Regions from separate parts of the Anas platyrhynchos genome. Here region 1 is linked to region 2. The links are chromatin contacts, called in public Hi-C maps. All regions are on one chromosome and are shown on one strand. The core of a region is the stretch at or near the end of the contact, and the rest is flanking DNA. Distances in the headings are between cores, read along the strand shown.

What was found. A called contact is a pair of places that touch in the nucleus more often than the background predicts.
Region 1: a Hi-C map of liver shows a contact between it and region 2, with 2.6 times the contacts expected there. The contact joins two enhancer-like sites. A contact is called at or near these places in 2 of 8 Hi-C or Micro-C datasets (liver and skeletal muscle).

Annotation. Positions count from the first base shown.
Region 1 is chr9:372,929-376,875 of IASCAAS_PekinDuck_T2T, reverse strand. The region is part of intron 6 of LOC101798394 (a long non-coding RNA gene); the gene reads right to left. Among named protein-coding and RNA genes, the nearest start is that of PFN2, 43 kb to the right of the region's middle. Within about 2 kb of position 2,510, at least 1 of the 8 cell types and tissues checked has an H3K27ac peak or open chromatin away from gene starts, as enhancers often do.
Region 2 is chr9:337,460-341,444 of IASCAAS_PekinDuck_T2T, reverse strand. LOC101798394 (a long non-coding RNA gene) reads right to left here. Exons shown (of 10, transcript XR_011811523.1): 2 at 1-3,985. Among named protein-coding and RNA genes, the nearest start is that of PFN2, 7.5 kb to the right of the region's middle. Within about 2 kb of position 1,329, at least 1 of the 8 cell types and tissues checked has an H3K27ac peak or open chromatin away from gene starts, as enhancers often do.

The sequences.
Region 1 (3,947 bases), core at 1,261-3,760, 34 kb before region 2:
CAGCCTCTGTACTTCTTCACCGCCAACAGCTCCCATCCAAGCCAAGGCTCCTCTGAGTACAGAAGCAGCTCTGCCACACTGCTGCAGCCTCACAGCACTGTTTCCTCCAGTTCCAAAGTTCTCACAGCTTCTGAGTGGTTGCTCAAAGCCAGGTTTAGCCAGCAGCTCAGCTGTAGGGGTCACTGGCAAAACCAGAAACAATGGGAATTTATTTTTATCTAAGCCAATTAGGCTGGCTGGCATGACTGTAATCCTGGGGAGCCAGGTGCTGCCACCCAACATGGCCTGACAGCACCAAGCAAGGGTGCCACGGCTGCTGTGAGCACACACTTCTAGAATTTTCTCTCTTCATCCTCTCCTTACAACAGGCATTATCTCCTCTGGCCCTGATGGGACCAAGCCAAGGGCTGGCGGGCCTTGATGTGTCCTTCCAGTATCACCACTCATCTGCTCTCCTGTCTCCAGCAGATCATTTCACTGCCATGGTCCAGTTCACAGGTGAACGCTGCTGCATTTTCTCCTTTCTTACAGCAGATCCTGAGGGTTTGCAGATGGCAAACATGGCACAAAAATTGAACTGTATTGTTAACAGGAGTGAAAGGTCCTCCAACTCCTAGCTATCTGGGGGATCTGGCCATTGAATATAAAGATAGATTCTCCCTTAACAACAGTATCAGGCTTGCTTACTCTTGCTTAATTATTTTTGTACACCATGGCTCTGCAACCTGACTGTTCATACTCTGCACAGCTTCAAGGTAGATCACAGCCATTTGTCAAACCAAACTGTTTGACAGTCTGCGGATACATATATTTGCCATCTGCAATCTATTCCTTGGTTTGTGGCGCATATTTTCAGTGCTTGCTTTCAAAAGATGTTTCATATTTCCAAGGGCTTCTTCATAACCTCCACCAACAAAACCTCACACAGTTTAATTGTTGACAGCTGTGTTGAGAAGTATTTTACATTTCTTCTGTTTTTCCTGTTGTTGCATGCACATGGGTTGCAACATTAAGGACCGTTTGGCTGTGTAACATGCACCAGGGTGTGGAAAGCACATGATTACTTCAGAGAGGGTATTACTGCAGGTTTCAATTGTTTCTTATGGTTTTAGAGATATCTGCAGCTATGTATGTTCAAACAATGACAAGTAAAATACATTTAAGCAAATGGATGTGAAACTCTGAAACTACCAAATAAATATTGACAGAGAAGTACATGGCTAATTAGCATAACAACTGTACGTAATGTGCTCAGGCAGCTGTGTCCTTACACAAAGGAAAACCCAATGCTATCAATTCATTCAGAGTCAGGAAAGTTTGCGAAGTTGCATGTTCCTTGCCAGACTCTGAGGACCAGCAGGGTCCATCCTTGACACAGGCAGGCACCTGCTGCAGCACCCAGCAGGCCAGCCTGTTGTTATGGGTAGGCCAAGCAGGGAGGCAGGACCTCTGCTTGCACCTACCTGTAACACACAGAGAGAAAAGGATCAACAGCCATTGATACAACTCAGAAACAGAAGAGCTTGGCACAGGCAGTCCGCATGACTCTGAACTGAAACCCAACTGTGCAGAGACCTGTGCTGTCCCTGATGCATCCCATGTCCCGCAAAGTCTTGCTCCAAAGCAGTCAGACATGTAGATGCAGCAAAAAGCTCCATATATATAGCAAAGGCTAGCAAATAATAAAATACCAAGTGCCTTTGTTAGTCTTGGTACATTTGACACCCTATACCCAAATATTTTTTTTTTAGTATATATTTTTATATATATAAACTATAAAGTGACACTCCTTTGGAGTCTGCACTTCAGTTTCATGGTAAAGAAGCACTCAGTCTGAAAAAACAAAATCACTACTGAATACTTTTTTTTTTGTTTGTTTGTTTGTTTTTTTTTAAGGCAGAAGAGAGTGATGCAGGAGATGTGGTGTCAGAATGTATCCAGGAGGTGTGTGGTTGTAATACTATGAAAGATGGAAAATGCTGGGGTCTAGACTGTTCTCTCTTCTTCCACGCTGAACTCAAATCTGAAACATCTGTTCACAATACACGAGATGAGCTCTCTCAGTCAAGTAACATAAGCACAAGCTCTTCCTGATATCAGTGCAGAACAATTATCTGTTAAGCCTTTCATGGAATTCTAAGAATCTAGACACTTCCGCTGTTCCCTGCAAGCACAGAATAACAATGTTTTTACCACCTGATAATCACTTGCAGACAAAAACTAACACTTTCTATTTGTAAAATATATGGCCACAGTGTTATGAAGCCTGATTTATTATTATTATTTTTCTAGAACTGAATTATATAACGTCCTTCAGAAACTACCCAGACTGGCCAGTACTATCTATATATAATACATATCTCAGGCCAGCACAATTGGCACTTGAACAGTGGGGTCTTGGTTCAGCCTATTGCAAAGATAAAGGTCAGTGGAAAACACTAAGTTTTAGATATGCATTACCACTATTAAAAGCATAAACCATACGACAGAGATTGGAATGTTAGTTCAAAGTATTGCAGAGAATTTCCTTGCAGAATTCACACCCACACATTCACATACCTCGTTGCATCTCCAGGCTTGGTAAAGAGGGATCCCGTTCCGCGTAGGGCTAAATTTTGATTTAAATACGTGTGTATATTTACGCATGAAGTACCTCTCTACTATCTAAAATCCAGTAAGCTCAGAAATAACACCATAGCAAATGAAGCAAAAAGCCATAGAACTGTGCACTATCTAGATTTTTTTCCCCTGCTTCTGCAGCTCTAGAGCAAATGTTGCCTGCAGCCCTCCTAAAATTTTCCAGAGTCAAAAGGCTTTGGACTATGGACTTCTGCTAGGGACAGGGGCAAGAAATCAGGGTCAGTTTCTGTTTCTTCTCCTGGTTTTTTATGGCAGGGGACTGGATTTGAAGTGGAAGGTTCTAAAGACCATAGGAAGAGGAGGAAAAGGGAAGAGGGGGGGAAAGGGACATGGTAGTCAGTAGCTGTCCAGTAGGCCAAAAAAAAAAAAAAAAAAAAAAGCCATTCTAGTTATTTTTGCCTTCTCTTAGTACAACAGTAGATGGAGCTCTCCTTTCACCAGCTTCAGGAGTCCATTAATGCCTGCAGCACTGCAAATTCTAGCAATGTAATTCTGTCAGCACCTGCATGAGACATATCTGTGATGGTTACAAAGGAGGGATCTCTGGCTCTATGGCTGCCCGCATGACTTTCAGCAGCACAAGATTCCCTGAAATTTCTGGATGACAAAAATGTTTGATCAACCATAGTATTGCCTTTCCTTTCAGTTAGGCACTGTGTAAAAATTTTCCTTCCTTTTGTATGTAGTTACCAGGCTTACACAGAATTCAGTACAGCTTGGGAAACAAGATGAAGGCATGTTTTATTTCTCTTGCAAAATAAGGAATGAGAAATTCTCGTGCCATATTTAGAGCTTATATAAAAATTGCATCAAAACTGGAGACTACGTTAGTTCCTGTAAAACCATCTGTATAATGTCAAGGGATCTGGGGCATATTTCTCAAACTGTTTGCAGATCTAATGCCTAAAATCTGCATGTAATAGCAGGATAGAGGAAGTGGAATGAGGAGGAACACTGGCACTTACTTGCATCTTCGCAAGCTGGGAAAAATTACAAAAATACACATTTAATTTTTCTCTTGACCCCAGTCTTCACATGCTACTGCAAGTGACTCTACTAACACTCCAACTGGACACAGAAGGCTTTCCTTATGTTGTACACTATGGGACCAGAACTACAGGCTACAGATATCTCAGGATATCAGCCAGAGCTTCTGCAAAAACAGCTGATTTACCAGGTTTTGCTGACCTTAATATCAAGACCTTGGAAACTCAGACCCCTCCTGCAAGTACATCAGGGCAAAGAGAAATGGCAAAGGAAGTACATTTCTTACAAGGAGATCTCTGACAACCTAGAAAACGCCTTCC
Region 2 (3,985 bases), core at 80-2,579:
TGGAGTCCCTCAGCTCTGCTGATAAAAGGTGAAGTATACTGAGAGATTAGACCTTGAGGAGGAGATGGCAGTGAGATGCTGAAACACGCAACCTTGTTTATCATATCCAGCATTCCAAGTATGCTTTGGGATTTTTTCCAAGTATTTATCTCCCGGTTTACTTTACTAAATCGTTTTAAAAAAAGAGCGGAGTGGCACTGAATAGGAACTGATTACATATTTGATACTTTGCTGTCTGGAAAATGGTTTAGACTGAACTAGTCTTTTGGTGATATGAACATTGGAAACCAACAAAAAATCTACGTGTACTTCCCTTTATTTCTGCAGAAGGCAGAGACAGTGTTAAATTTCTGGTATGGACTGTGCAGCCTGTGAGACATGATGCTTGCTAAATAAAAAGTATTAAACACTACAGTTTCAAAGCTGTTTTTTATTTGTTTTTATTTGTTCAATATTTTCAAGGGTAACACATGGAGAAAAAAATGAAGTGACTGATAACAGATGATTCTAAATTGTTGGCTTTAGTAGCACGAAGTAAAAATGCAAATGCATTATTGAATGAGCACAGCAAACAGACGGCTTGGTCACCCCCACCCCATCCTGATATATAAACAGAGATTTCATTCAGAAAATGGCATTACCTTTACTCAGAACAGCCTAATTATTAGCTTAAATATACAGCACATTTTCAGTACATCTATTTTATAGCAGCTTCTCCCATGAGCTTGAGAGTACATTAAAGTGTGCTAGTAAGCATGATTATAAACCACCTACTGGATAGAGGAAGTTCTGCTATTTTATCATTTACACCACTCTGCTAACAAATGGAAAAAAGGGCACTGTAAATTTAACAGCAGGCATACATATCTTCATTTATTCTTCCATCTTTTTAGCTTGCAGCTAAACTTAAGACCTGGAAGTGCAAGTAGATTAAAGCTCCATCTAGTGCCAGGGTCCTGGAAGTTACTGAAAGACTTGCAGTCAAAAAATAGCAAACACGCTTACCAAACTATCAAGAAGCAGCAAGCCTAACGGCTCAAACACACAAAGGGAAGTCAGTTGGAATTACTCTTACATTGTATAAGGGCTTAATTTTAAAGATGCTGTGTCTTGTACCAAACAGAAGATACCTGTTGGATACAGACAACATTCTCCAAATGCGCACATCCCAGTCTGTGGAACCAAGCTTCCACTCAGGCAGTTCTCTCCGTGGCAGCAATGTACGATTATTATGGTAATATTCTGCACTACTGACCTTCTCCTGATCCAGTGAACACAGCGGGTGCAGGCAGGGAGGGAACACAGAGCACTCCTCCCTGAAGCCCACTGCCTGGAGCTAGGGTACTCTCAAGAGAAGGGGAAAATCCGTGTTTGAAACTGCTCAGAAAAACAGATCCCACTCCTGGACTTCCCATTCCTTGCCAAGTGCTTCCAAACTGCTACACAGCAAAGGCTCAGCCCAGCTGCAGAGGCCACTTCATCCCACAGGGCCTGACACCTGCACACCTGCAACGTGTGCCCTCGCAGGCTTCGCCACCCAAAGCCAGGCCAGAAACAAAGCTGGCATCAGGACAGAAACTTATGAGCAAGTGCCTATATTCTGTTTTTTGGATGTACCTCCTGGTTACTTTCTCCTTTCTTTCAGCAAAGCAGTTCATAAATAAAATCTTTGTTTTAATTCTGGAATTTACTGTAGTGGTATTTAATAGTATGTATAAAATGGCAAAAAAAAAAAAAAAAAGAGAATTCCCAATTAATGCTAAAAAAAACACAAAAAAACAACAGTCCACAGCTAAAAGAAAGATAAAGCACAGGGAAAGGGAGCAGGGGAATTGACAGAAGGGAAGAAGAAAGAAAGAAACAAAGGAACTTCAGCAAAGTTAGCAGAATGGTTCGATTAATCTTTGTTAAACTCAATTTACCATTCTGCATGCTGTAAGGCGATCATGTTTGTACTGTGGTTAAAATTGCAAATCCTTTTGTGACATTTCTATTTCCTGTTACAGGATATAGTTTCTAAAATAGCAAATATATATACACAAAATATTTACTCATTTAAATTAGAAACATTTTTTTCCACAAAGCCACACATTTTCTGATTAGTCCTTAATGATATTTGATAAAAATTATTATTCTCTCAAACTAATAAATATCAGAAACTACTACCAAGCAGTTACAATGCTTTAAGCATGGAGAGTGAAATGTAATTTTTCACCACTAACTACTTCTCTTTAAAAAAAAAAAAAAAAAAAAAAGTTGGAACTAGAGACAAATATGTGAAGAAGAACGAGAAAAAACTGTGCCCAATAGAAATACATTATAAAAGAATACGATGGAAAAGCGTATAAGCTGGCATTTGAGGAACTGCCATTTCCACTGCTGCAGACATCATTTGACTGATGACTGTCTCAACTTCTACACCAGCAGTAGATTTTGAGAAAAAAATACGCATTTGTCTACATGCTGCCTCCAAGCTGTCCTATTTTAGTAAAGCAGTTCCATTTTCTTCCAAAGAGCACATATTCCAATTCATCCAACTAAGCCATATCTACAAATAGGTTATTAATGGTTTTGAAAAACTTGGGCCCTAATGGTTTTATACATGGCTTGACTACTAGCCAGCATTTACCATTATTTTCTCAAAAGACATCCTCTGATGACGCCATGAGAAAGTGTCTTTAATGAAAGAAAATGAAAAAAAAAAAAATCTAGTTGGTGCTAATGTTCTCTTCCAATGTTTTTCCACATTTTTTTGCAATGCAAAGTGCTAAAACTGTACCTGTTAGTAACTCTGCAACCAAAAACGCATTATGTTACAACTGTGTTATGCACACTATTCTAAACTAATAGTTAAAACACAGGTTTGTCCAGCAGGACATGGTAACAGGATGGTAACTCAGATTGTTAACAACCAAAGCAATAATATGATGGATTGTTGATTATGATATATATATGAATTTTTGGTATATCAAAGTCATGTATTTTTGTTGAAGAAAAGTGGTCCTCATTCTGCATTTTACATTTGAGTTTCAAAGAAAAATGAAAGAGGAGGAATCTTTTCACTCTTCTAGAGAAACGTTAACACACCTGAGTTACAAATCTTTAAAAAGTACCCTTTGCCATTTCATATTTACCTTAACTGTAAGTACAGACAAGTTGTGTTAGATGCATCTTTCCCATGTACATTTCCACATAACCTCAGCACACACTGTTTGAAATGTGCATGACCAAGGGCAGAGTGCTCCACAATTGCTCCTATCTAAATGTGATCCAATGACTTTGTGCAAGCTGAATTTCTGTATGAGGACTCCAGGAAGATGGACAAGAGTGCAACAAGAATCACATAGCAGATGACTGGATTCTTCCTACCACTCATAACGCTATTAAAAAGGTCCGCTCCCAACTGCTGTAAACATTGGTAATAAAAAAAACAGTGCCCACTTCAAAACAGCACATAAGCCAAGATTCAGACTCAATTTACACTTACCACATGGAAAATGTATACTGGTTTAAAACCAGGGAGTTGGAGGGGAGCAGGTGGAAAGCAAAATCCATACACAAAAATGGCACACAAATGTAAGCCTGTCTTTCTTAAGCCATTAACCAGGTCTAAACAGATGTCAGTTAACTGCAATATTGAAATGGGCCTGCTTCACTCTCCCACTCTAAGTTTTCTTTACCCTTTGTAGAATTTCTTCAACTTAGCATTTTCAACATGTTTACTTATCCTAATAGCTGTTTGATTGAGATGTAGTACTGTTTCCTTAGCTTCAGTGAGGTATAAAAACAAAAAATGGAAAATTTTATGAACGAAAATAGAAAAAAAATTGAGAATTCTTAGGTTACTTTCCCCTTTACTCGATTATACTTTTCCCTGTTCCTCTCATTTTTGTTTTTAATGTTTTCTTTCATCCACACCAGATTTGACACCCTACAGTTCAGCAACATTAGATTTTCATAAGTACACCTTTTCTAAGCACATAAT